4 separate regions of the Mus musculus genome follow, and all the other regions are linked to region 1. Evidence: chromatin contacts called from public promoter capture Hi-C data. All regions are on one chromosome and are shown on one strand. The core of a region is the stretch at or near the end of the contact, and the rest is flanking DNA. Distances in the headings are between cores, read along the strand shown. Region 1 holds the start of Bach1 (BTB and CNC homology 1, basic leucine zipper transcription factor 1). Region 2 holds the start of Map3k7cl (Map3k7 C-terminal like). Region 3 has its middle 3.3 kb from the start of Gm24891. Region 4 holds the start of 4930590A17Rik (RIKEN cDNA 4930590A17 gene).

Region 1 (2,735 bases), core at 66-2,565:
ACAACCCTCTCCTGGAGCCCTTGCACTGTCTGTGTGTGTTTAAGGAGCACATACATTTTGGGGCTTCCCATTTTTCTACATCTTTCCTCTGGAACTCAAAGCCAGCAACATTATTTCTTCCTACAAGTCCTCCCAGGGCTACTGGCCTCAGGGGTGGTAATTCCTTCCTCATTTTTAATCAGGTTGGCCAGCCCAGTCCTCTCTTTCTCCAGACTGATAAGCCCTGCCACGAGTGCATGCAGCTTTGCGTAAAGACACTGCCTTGAACAACAGCGAACATAATAAAAAATAGAAACGAACAATTGGATTAACACCCCAATAAGTAGCAGAGGATGAAAGCATGACCAGGACTTGAGGGAAGACGTCTGACATGACCAGACACGGATGCGTCCATGTTTCCTGGTAGTGCAGCGTAGAGGGACAACAGGAGGCTGCCAGACAGTACAATATTCCGGATATGAAGCCCAGTACAGCGTGCTTGCCCATTGGTGAATGCAGTCCGTCGTGGCTAGGCAGATAAGAGTGCAGCTTATATTCAGGCAAGTATGAAGGGCGCAAGAATAACTCTCAAAGCAGTATTGGCTGAGCACAAGGAGTAAAGGGATTTGATCGGGGAAGCATGCATATTAATGGGTTATAATGAGCAAAGCACACTCCAGGTTACCTGCCTTGCGGTTTTCGAGGAAGGGCCTCAAGGACACAAACAACTAGAAGGGAAGCTAGTGATCATTCAGAGGGGCAGCAGCCTCCCCCTCTCAGAATCTGCTCCTAAAAGTCCTGCGGAGCTTCAGACAGATGTTGACATACACCCTTTTCAGCAAGTTCAAACACCTGGTTTTTGTGCTCCTACAGGAAAGCAGCCCAGGAGCTTGGCCGAACTGAGCTTCCGAGGTTTGGGGGCGTGGGGCAGAAGACCTTATCTAATCTGTGTGTGGGGGGGGGGGAGGGGGGAGAGGGGCTGTGTGAACAAAAACCCTGGGGGCGTGGAGGCGTCAGCCTTTTTTTTTCCCTGCCTTCAGCAGGTGAGGAAGAGGTGGTCTTCCGTGACGTGTAACCTTGCCACCAAAGGCAGAGATAGGGCGACGCGGTTGGAGGCCTGGCGCTCAGCAATACAATCCACAACGTTACACGGAGCTCGCAGGAGGCGAAATAGAGAGGCTCTTACTAGCGGAGGGCGTGGCCTGGAACGGGGCGTGGCTCCAGGCAGGGCGTGGCCTGGAGCTCGGCAGGGCTTCAGCTACGGGGCGGGGCCCGGGGGCGGAACCGGGGGCGGGGCTTTAGCGCCCCGAGGCGCTGGCGGTGGTGGCGGAGAGGAACGGAGCGCAGGGGAGGAGACGGGCGGCTGTCCGCGCAGAGGGAGTGAGTCACCTGACCGCCGCTTGCCGCCTGCAGTCGGGCCGCGCCGCGTCTCGGCTCCGGTAAGTGGCTCGGGCGGTGCGCGGTGCCGTCCTTCCGTCCTTTCCGGGGGTCACCGGGGCTGGTGGCGGGCGGCCGCGCGGGCCTAGAAGGGGCGGCGGGCTGCGCGCTGTTTACGCGCTGCGCGGACTCTCTGGGCCGGCCGTGCCGGCGCCGCCCTGCACCGCGCTCCGCCGCGGGCCGCGTCCCGCTCCGCCTGCTGCGGGGGCAAGGCCGAGCGGGCCGGGGTTCCGGGACTACCGGGCGCTCCGCGCTTCCCTTTGTTGTTGCTTGGCGCACGTTTGTAATGTGGACTCGCACAGCATAGGCAGAGTGGGTCTCGATGTTAACGACACCAGCTTTTGTGTTCGTGTCCGGTAGGGCCAGGGCCAGCGCGTTTTCGATCTTCTCCGGGACTTTGGTGTCATTTAGTGGAATTGCGCCGATGGCTTTTATGTAGTGAGCTCTCTATGTTCAGCGTGCGCTGAGTCAAGGCAGACGTAGTAGTAATTCTGAAAGAACGCGTGTGGGAAAATCCTGCTCCCCAGACAGGCTTGGAAGAACAAAGACTTTTTTTTTTTTTTTCAGGATGCTGTTCTTTTTCCTTTTGGAGAATTGTAGAGTTGTGACTGCTAGCCTTGGAGGACGATGCCCCTGCTGGGTCTTTGTTTAGGCATTGAGCACTCCTCTCAGCTCACTGGGTTTGCAGGAAAGGCAGTTCAGAAAGATTAAAGGATGACCACTGTAGATTTTTGTTCGTGGCCGAGCTTTTGAGCTCTACAAATATTCAGAGAAATGGGAAGAGGTATGGGTTGGCCTATTCTTCCTGCTCTTGTGGTAGTGGTGCAAGCTCTGGGCTGGGCTTGAAGGCGCTTGCCACTTCTGGCTTTGGACATCGTAAGGGAGTCTAGAGGAAAAAAGGCTCCTGGTGAGTCATCTTGGAGTTGGGTAGCTTTGGAGGAGTGATCGCCTCTTGTTGTTTAACCGTCGGATCTGTCAAGTGGCTTCCCTTTGTTCGCTACGTTGGTTGGATAACAAGGTAGGGTGACTCTTTAAAAGAGTTTGTGTTGCTGAGTCATTCACCCCAGACTGAGAGGTAATTAGGAACAGCTGGTGCAGATACGCGCATCACATGCCTCCACTATAAAAGGCTGAGCTGCACACACGAGGGGTGGCTTCAGGAGGCCGGAGGGGGTCCAGCTGCGGGCTGTGTGTTTTGATCCAGGTAATCAGTGGCTGACGTGGTAGAGCGTGCTTAAGACGTGGCCAAGGAACACCGAGGTGGTGTTTAAACAGCAGCCTCGTGGCCTACTGCGGGAGACTCAATTTGTGCTGGAGGA
Region 2 (2,866 bases), core at 278-2,777, 150 kb before region 1:
GCAGTTACTGATAACTGTAGCAACATCAGTGTCACCACCAGCCCCTCTCAAGGCAGGCCTAGGGGCCTGATGTGGGAGTCCCTAAAGATATGGTATTGCCTTCCTTTTCATTGTTTTGGCGAAGGACTTAAGAAAGTAAACTTGTAAGTCTGAAAGATGAATTTGGTCTCTCATGGCTTCAAAGGCTACACTTGGTCCCATTGCCTTTGGGCCCGTGGTGAGGCAATTTATCATGGAGCACGTGATGTAAGAAAACTGTACCCATCAATACATCCAGAGAGCAAAGAGAGAGTAAGAGGAGGGGGCTGGACGCTAATATCTTTAAAGGCATACCTCCAGTCACCTAAGTGGGACCCCCCTCACCCCAAAGTTTCCATCACTTCAAAGTCATGCTGTGGACAGCAGAGCAAACCTTCCATGCATAGGCCTTTGGATGGCATTTAAAATGCAAGACACAATTACTGACTTGCATTCAGCACATAAATGATGCACTACTTTGACTTCTTTGAGGCTGAGTGTATCACCCAGGATTGTCATGTGAACCTGGATGCTAGACCATGGAACAGCCTGCCATTGATGGATCACATGATAAAAATATGTTTGGTTTAGTAAGAAATGATCAAATTGTATTCTAAGGTTCTTTTATCCTTTTGTATTCCCACTAGAAGTGAGGGAGAGCTAGCATTCTTCTCCATATGTACTTCATCGCTTGTGTTGGGATGTGAGCCCTGGGAACGGGTGCCAGGCAATGCCCCATTATTTCTGTCTGTGGCTCTCTACTGACATGAAAGCCAACCATCTTTCCATAGGTTTACTGGCTATCTGTTTACCTTTGCTGAAAAGTGTCTGTTGAGAACTCTCGACCTCTCCCCCTTCCTCCTCCTCACTCCCCGACTGGACTGTTTCCCCTCTGTCCAGTTTTAAGTTTTCTTCCCATATTTCGGATTCCCCTGTGCATTTCGCAAATATCTCCTTTCAGTTTGTGGCTTTGTCTTTGCATTCTCTTAACGTTATTTATGTTTAACTCTTTAACCTTAACGTCATGGTTCAGTTATTTTTAAATACCCAAGGCATCCAAGTTTAACGACTGTGAAGAGAAGTCGAAGGGATCCCGATGTTCCCGGTTGACCACTGACCCCTTTGGTGAGCGACTGCCGTGGTAGAGCGGATCAAGCCATCAAGCTCAGGACCAGCTCAACCTCAAACCTCACCTTCTTAATGGGATCATCACTGCTACGTTCCAAGAGGCAGCCAGTGGCCTGTCCAAGTTGGCTGGGTCTAGCTGAGCTGACATTTTTGCTGACTAGAGTCATGCTATCTTTGCCAGTTCGCTGGAATAGACGCAGACACGGATTGGGTCACCACGAAGACATTCCTGTCTTGTGAAGCAAGTCTGTTTGTATTTTAGGTTTGCCAGGACTAATGAATTAAAACATTTGGACGCTCTACAGCTTGCTGTTTATCAATGCTTCTGACAGGAGGAGGGTTTTTCTTTTGCTCTTGCTTTTTCTAGAAACATGACAACATCCTGGCTGTCGGAGTGGCAAGGAAAGGAGAGAGGGGCTATGCGAGGAAGCGGAACAGGGAGGTCCCGTGGGATGGGACAGTGGGGTCCGGGGCAGAGCAGGTAGTGTGCAGCCTGGGCAGCTGTCTCTGCTCCTCAGAGTGTCGGTGGCTGCTATGCAGCAGGTGCAGACTGCTCTCTCGCTGAGTCTTGACTGCACAAACTCAACGACTGGCCAAGGCAGTGGCTGGCCCTGGATTACACAAGCGCAGACTCTCAACTAAGTGAGGTAAGGCAGCAGGTGTGAAACCCAGCTAACCGCTCTGAGCACGGGCAACTTAACTGAGGCTCCGTTACAGTGGCCGGAGAAGGACCCAGCAGCTGCTTTCCCCGGGGAGGTGCGATGGAAAGGCAAGTTGTGGATGCTGTGTGGCACTCAAAATCTACCGGATCTGGACATCACCCTTTTCAAGACAGACAGGCAGATATTTTCTGTTGTCTTGCCCTTAGCTGTGTTGATCGATTTCATTCCTCTAGCTGGAAGCCAGAGCAGAGGTTTAGTAAACCCAAGAGGCAGATTCCCGTCTCCTGTGCTTCATTTGTTGATGCGGGAAAGTGGAAAGGGATGTGTGCACCTGAAGAGGCGCGAGCTTCCCATCCCTAGAAGTCACACTCAGGCAGACTGCGCACTATAGGTCTCCCAGAAGTAAGACTTTCCCTCTCGGCTACAACTCTCGGAGCTTCTGCTTGTTTTGTTCAACTTGAGACCATCTGTGCTCTTTCCTCAGAAACAGGTGGTTCCGAGAATACTGATACCAAGCAGAAGAAACTACACACAAATGTGCCAGAGGGTTGGTTTTGTTTTTTTTGTTTTTTTTTTTTTTGAAAAGCAAGAAGTCCCGTGTTAAGTCATAGCCATTTCAGGATTCTGTCCTTTTGTAACATAAAGTTATGTTGTCATGGTGTGTAGAATGTCCAGGGCCCAGAGCTATTGTGAGGAGTAACTTGGGCGCAACAGAATTCTAAGTGGCTCATAAACATTTGCTGTGCTTTTAAGCTTTGCTGGATGGCTAATAGAGGCCCGTTTTCTTTCAGGATGGTACCTCAGATGGTTCACAATGTATCTACATCTGAATGCACATATACAAATGTAGGCCCTGAACTTGCCCACACAAGTAATTGTAAAAACAAACCCCAGTGTTCTGGATACTATTTTTAGACACAGAAAAGCTATGGGAAAGAGAAAAAAAAAACCTGACCATGAGAAAATATTCTGCTACCGCAGTTCCCAGGACCCTGCCAAGGATGGCTAAAGACAGTATTTATATTTTGCCATTTTTGGAGACATTTTCCTTAAAATAT
Region 3 (2,759 bases), core at 180-2,679, 170 kb before region 1:
GTCCCTGGGAGCTCTTGGGTTACTGGTTAGTTCATATTGTTGTTCCTCCTATGGGGCTGCAAATCCCTTCAGCTCCTTGGGAACTTTCTCCAGCTCCTTCATTGGGGACCCTATGCTCAACCCAATAGATGACTGTGAGCATCCACTTCTGTACTTGTCGGGTGCCAACAAGTGCTTGCTGACAGGAGCCTGATATAGCTCTCTCCTGAGAGGCTCTGCCAGTACCTGACAAATACAGAACTCTAAAAGTTTTAAAGAGCAAGTATTTCCTGTTCCCAGGAAGCTAGGTACAGTTCGGTTAGATAACTCTGGTTCAGGATCTGTGACAATGTCAAACAAAACATCATTTCCATTGTGTGAGAAGAGGAGGGAATGCATGCTTTTGGGAGGCCATATTTCGGGATGCTTGGGAGAGTTCTTGCTGCCTGATAGTTGATTTGTTATTAGACGCCAGGTGTCTCAATTAGGGTTTTTATTGCTGTGCTAAAACACTGAGTCTAAAAGCAAGCTGGGCAGGAGTGGGTTCTAAATCACTGTTCCTTATCAGAGGGAGTCAGAGCTAGAACGCTGTCACCTCTGCAGGAACTGGTACAGAGGTCACAGAGGAACACTGCTTATAGGCTTGCTTAGTCTGCTTTCTTACAGCACCCAGGACCACCAGCCCAGGGTGGCCCCACCCACCCACAACCGGCTGGCTCCTCCCCCATCAATCATGAAGGTTTGCCCAATCTCACGGAGAAGGCATTTTCTCAATCGTGGTGACTTTGTGTCATGTTGACATAAAACTAGCGAGGACACAGGGTCACAATGAGTACATGGTCAGATTATCTGATCAATATTCACTGAAGCAACCATACTCTACTGGTTTATCTGTTTGTCTAGTGAGTATGCATAGAAGCTGGCCAGAGGTTGACTCTGGGTATCTCCCTCAATTGCTTCTCCACTTGTCTGCGATGACGTCACCAAGCCACTGACTCACACACCCTGAACTATCTTACCTCAGCTTTGCTTATTACTCAACATCATCATCACCAACAACAACAAAATTCTGGAATGCTTTAGTCTTTGAGTTGTGATCTGGGTTATTTACAGCTAACATTGTGTTGAGTATATAGCTCTCAGCTTGAACAAAGTTCCCCTGTTACCTGAAGAAGACAGAATCCTATCAAAAATATTATTTTGGTAAAGGAGCGAGGGAAGTGTGGAGCTTGGTGTACTAGGAAGCTTTTGCAACAAAACCTCCAACTGCTTCCACCTCACCATCCTTCCCAACTTATCACGGCTGCCTCCTATCCTCCTATCCTCCAATCCCGCATCAGGCTCCATAGGAAAAGGCCCAAACATATGGCTGGGCTGGGCTGGCTTTGCAGTGCCTCTGAGGTCACTCATGACTAACTGGAAAAGGGCTCAAAGAGCAGACCTGATCGACTGTGCCAGCATTGATACATCCAGGATGGCCTTGGAATCCCTCCTCACTTGGACTAATGAGAGGTGTAGGGAGTGTGAGGAGGCCCTCAGGTGGTGGCAAGGCCAGCGCCTGTCATTTTCCTAGCCTTTAGGGCCAGTGCCTGTCATCGTCCTGGCCTCTATTAGACTCTGTGGGCTTTCTATGCTGTACTTTCTCTTGTGCTTCCATCAGCCTTTCCCCCATATAAATCATCTTGAAGATTCTTCTTCTTGCATAGGGCATCTCTGATTTCCTGTCCGTGATTGACTTTGAACCAGAGGTCACAGATACCTACGACAAAATCAAGGTGTACTGACTGGTTTTGTGTCAACTTGTCGCAAGCTGGAGTTATCACAGAGAAATGAGAAATGAGCTTCAGGTGAGGAAATGCCTCCATGAGATCCAGCTGTAAGGCATTTTCTCAATGAGTGATCAAGGAGGGAGGGCCCATTGTGGGTGGTGCCATCCCTGGGCTGGTGGTCCTGAGTTCTATAAGAAAGCAAGCTGAGCAAGCCAGGAGAAGCAAGCCAGTAAGGAACATCTCTCCATGGCTTCTGCATCAGCTCCTGCTTCCTGCCCTGTGTGAGTTCCTGTCCTGACTTCCTTTGGTGATGAACAACAATGTGGAAAATGTAAGCTGAATACACCCTTTCCTCCCTAACTGCTTCTTGGTCATGATGATTTGTGCAGGAATAGAAACCCTGACCAAGACACAATGTAAACAGAGTGTTTCTCTACGTTTCTCATGAACACTTGTCAGATTTCTAAGAATTGGGTGTCTTTTGCATGCAACAAAAGGACCATCCTTCCTCTAGCCTTGCAGCCTGCCCAGTGGGTGTGACCTGTGTTGGGAGTTTCCATTGCCACAGATCCCTGCTATGATGCTGCGGATGGCTTCCTCTTTATTTCTTCTTGGTCCCTGTTTTCCTGCAAGCTAGACTTTCCCTGGCACCGATCCTCAAATGGTGTCCACGGTTTCAGCATCAGCACCCGTCCAAAGGAAAAGGAAAAGGAAAAGGAAAAGGAAAAGGAAAAGGAAAAGGAAAAGGAAAAGAGAAAGACATAGATTCTCAAGTTGGCCAAGCAGAGTTGACCCAGATTTTCCTATTTCTACCTTTTGAGAGCTTGGGACTATGGGTGTATACTGCCATGCCCAACCCCAGGGCCTCACGCAGGCAAATACTGTTAGCTGAGATACACCTATAGTTAACTCTTTTCTCTTCTCTTCTCTTCTCTTCTCTTCTCTTCTCTTCTCTTCTCTTCTCTTCTCTTCTCTTCTCTTCTCTTCTCTTCTCTTCTCTTCTCTTCTCTT
Region 4 (2,948 bases), core at 83-2,582, 210 kb after region 1:
TGAAAAGTTAAGAAAGAACCTTCTTGCCCATATCGCCAGTTTCTGTGGAAGGAATTTTGAAAGCCGAAACGATTTTAATTCCTGCGCATCTGGACATAACAATCCACAGAGGGGTGAAGCTTAGTGAGGTAGTTCCTACAGGTGAGCTACAATGTCAGCAGGAAGCAGGGGCCCTTTACTCTCTGCGAGAGATTAATTTATGGTGCCTTTTGCAGCAACTAGGTGTACAGAAAGCAGTACAGGAAAATTGTTTTCTTTCCCTTTGCTTCTCCGTGTTCAGGCTTCCTAGCAAACAGACCTTGTAGTATAAACACCACATGCTTGTACATTAATTGGAATTCACTGTAGTATTGCATTATGACTCATAAACAATATAACATAATGCTTGTCAAATACAGTGAGGATTTTTGAGAATGATTTTTTGAATAAGTTTATAATCATAGGAGTCCAGCCAATTTTCATATTGTTTATGTAGTTTTACTGAAAAAAAAAATGTTAAAATTCAATTTGTAATTTTAGTCTAAAACAGCAAAGTACAATATGAAGCTTTATTATTTTTCTTCTTTGAATTAGGTGACTGACAGACTTATGAAGAAACAAATTAATATAATGTTATTATTATTGATGCCTTCGTCCAATCTTTTAATGCCATTCTGCCTCTCTGCTTGACTTTAAGTAGTAATTTAAAAATATAACTCACAGCCTGCTACTGTTGTAAATGGAAATGCTTTGAAAGGTTAAGAAAGAACTGTCTTGCCCATATCGCCAGTTTCTATGGAAGGAATTTTGAAAGCCGAAAAATTGTGTTATAAAAATTGATGCTTACCATCTAACTTAACAAAACTGCTATGTTCAAGGGAGGATTTTTATTTATTTATTTATAAGAGCCCATGTTTGCCAAGTGCTTTAAAGTAAAGCAGCTGTACTCAGGATTATTGTGAAATAAATTTATGTTAAAAAAAAAAAACTATCAAACAATCCTTAGCATTCAAGAGAGTTCAAGACTCATGTGTATGTCCTGATTTTGGAGAAAATTAATACATTCAAGTTAACTTTAATGGAAACCAATGCAGAGAGTGAATTTTAAATATTCATTTTCAGGCTTGGTGAAACCTGCCAATTCCTGGCTGTGCCCACCAAGTGAACACACGAGTGTGAGTGTACGAGCTGCAGATCCCTCCTCCAGATGACTGTGATTTACACTAAATTCTCTGAACCAATGGTGCAAATATCGTTTGATGGCTTTTGTTCTAGATTTCACTTGAAACGAAATGGACCCGGTAGAGGTCAATGTGGTCTCAGCAGTTATTGCCATGGCAACAAGAACTGGTTGTTAGAAGGTTGGACAAAAGAAGAGGAGAAGTAGAAAAAAAAATCAACAAAGGCCCAAGTCAGCAACAACCTACTTACTTGATCATTCTGAGTAAGGATGGATCTATGTTTTACCAATAAATGTTGAGATTATCAATATCATGAAGTTTCTGTCTTAAAGATACACAATTTTTCTTGGATTCTCCACATAAATGGTCCATTATATATCAAATGCCAAATATGCCTGTGTATGTATGTATGTATGTATGTATGATCTGTCACTTAGAATTAGTAGCTCCATTTTTGGTTTGAGTCAATTCATACAAAGCAATGATTAATCGGGATCCAACTTCTTATTTAAACTACTGATTAGATAATTGAGTCATAACTTTACTTGACTACGAGAAACAACTGAATGTCTCAAATGATTGCAGTTGCCTTGCCCTAACCTCGCACTAGAGTTTACTGTCTGGAGAGACTGCTCAAAGCTACTCCTATAAATCCTCATATCTTCCTCATGCAGGCCCTTCCCTTGAGTGTAGTGACTTGGCTGTTCATTTTAAACACGTGCTCGGGGAAAATTGGACAGTGTTTGATTATTTATATTCTTAATCCCATTTTCTTTAAGATGCTGATCATTTTCTGACTGCTTATGTGACCAGAGAGAAATATTTAATTATTCTATAGGATGCCATATTTAATATAAAGACTAAAGTAGTTTTATGTTCTATGCCATGATGTGATTTCAGTGTTCTCATGATAGATTTAGAGAGTGTCATATGGGGACAGAGGTCTTGCCAGTTGCTTCATAGAAAAGACACTATGACCTAAGGGCATGAGAGATACTGAATAGGTTGAAATTTTTTCATCCATGATACCATATTGAATATACTAAACTACCACATGGTGAGGGAATGTTGAGTTTGGTTCCCTCTGTGTTATTTATCCATGAAAACCTCATTAAGTGCTTGCCAGTGGCACCTATTTTGATAAATAGTTCTTCAAAGCAACCTTGTGCTCTTAGGTAACCTTCTAGTGTTAGATGTTTGAAAACGGAAGCTGGAAAATATTTAGCCACTGAAACACAGCGATTCCACACAATGAAGTCACATGTGGCTGTGCTTGAAGCAGAGTTTGGACAACTTATAAAATTCTCTATTAACTGTATTTCCATGACTCAAGGTTCTGGACTCCAATATCCATTACTTCTGATAGTAAAGCTGAATTAAAATCACACAAAGGATCAAATGTGATGTGTGTATAAACATTTCGAAAGCTATAAAGTACTAAGTAAATGTCAGAATTAGAGAGCATACAGTCTAAAACAAACCCAAAATGTCATTTATTTATTTATCTAAAATTTTTTTTGAGACAAGTGTCCTGTGACCCAGGCTTCCCTTAAACTCAATATGTAGTTGATCCTCATTTTCTAATTCTCCAGCTTTTACCTCTTGCAGGTTGGGGTTATGGTCTTGTGTCACCATAGATGGTTGTATGCATAACTGGGACTGAGAAGCACCACACAAGCCCCAAGTGAGCTAGGTAAGCATTCTCCAAATGAGCTCTATCCCAAGCCCTCCTAATGCTAACTTTGGAAGGAAATTGCTTCTTTACTCGTCTCTGAATCAAACTTAAGA

What was found. Promoter capture Hi-C pulls out the DNA fragments that hold promoters and counts their contacts.
Region 2: a contact with region 1 is called in a promoter capture Hi-C map of 3T3-L1-derived adipocytes, with 4 times the contacts expected there. The contact joins the promoter of Map3k7cl here to the promoter of Bach1 in region 1. A contact is called at or near these places in 14 of 39 promoter capture datasets (3T3-L1-derived adipocytes, the C10 cell line, cranial neural crest and 9 more), 4 of 484 Hi-C or Micro-C datasets (muscle stem cells and uterus), 7 of 115 datasets of contacts at active chromatin or transcription factors (the NIH/3T3 cell line, bone marrow-derived macrophages, cardiomyocytes and 4 more) and 4 of 9 other capture datasets (adipose tissue, liver, macrophages and 1 more).
Region 3: a contact with region 1 is called in a promoter capture Hi-C map of liver. The contact joins the enhancer-like site here to the promoter of Bach1 in region 1. A contact is called at or near these places in 8 of 39 promoter capture datasets (the 3T3-L1 cell line, the C10 cell line, the HPC-7 cell line and 5 more), 1 of 484 Hi-C or Micro-C datasets (stem cell-derived neural stem cells), 8 of 115 datasets of contacts at active chromatin or transcription factors (the NIH/3T3 cell line, embryonic forebrain, extraembryonic endoderm stem cells and 5 more) and 3 of 9 other capture datasets (adipose tissue, liver and pancreatic islet).
Region 4: a promoter capture Hi-C map of hippocampal neurons shows a contact between it and region 1, with 5 times the contacts expected there. The contact joins the promoter of 4930590A17Rik here to the promoter of Bach1 in region 1. A contact is called at or near these places in 5 of 39 promoter capture datasets (the 3T3-L1 cell line, cranial neural crest, hippocampal neurons and 2 more).

Annotation. Positions count from the first base shown.
Region 1 is chr16:87,697,639-87,700,373 of GRCm38.p6, forward strand. It overlaps Bach1 (BTB and CNC homology 1, basic leucine zipper transcription factor 1), which reads left to right and starts at 1,316. Exons shown (of 5, transcript NM_007520.2): 1 at 1,316-1,418.
Region 2 is chr16:87,551,803-87,554,668 of GRCm38.p6, forward strand. Map3k7cl (Map3k7 C-terminal like) reads left to right here and starts at 1,528. Exons shown (of 5, transcript NM_144854.2): 1 at 1,528-1,793.
Region 3 is chr16:87,523,517-87,526,275 of GRCm38.p6, forward strand. No RefSeq gene overlaps it. Among named protein-coding and RNA genes, the nearest start is that of Gm24891, 3.3 kb to the right of the region's middle. Within about 2 kb of position 1,430, at least 4 of the 459 cell types and tissues checked have an H3K27ac peak or open chromatin away from gene starts, as enhancers often do. A contact at or near this core is called in liver, where this site is marked.
Region 4 is chr16:87,907,939-87,910,886 of GRCm38.p6, forward strand. It overlaps 4930590A17Rik (RIKEN cDNA 4930590A17 gene), which reads left to right and starts at 1,333. Exons shown (of 6, transcript NR_155304.1): 1 at 1,333-1,423; 2 at 2,769-2,853. All of the region lies in intron 15 of Grik1 (glutamate receptor, ionotropic, kainate 1), which reads right to left.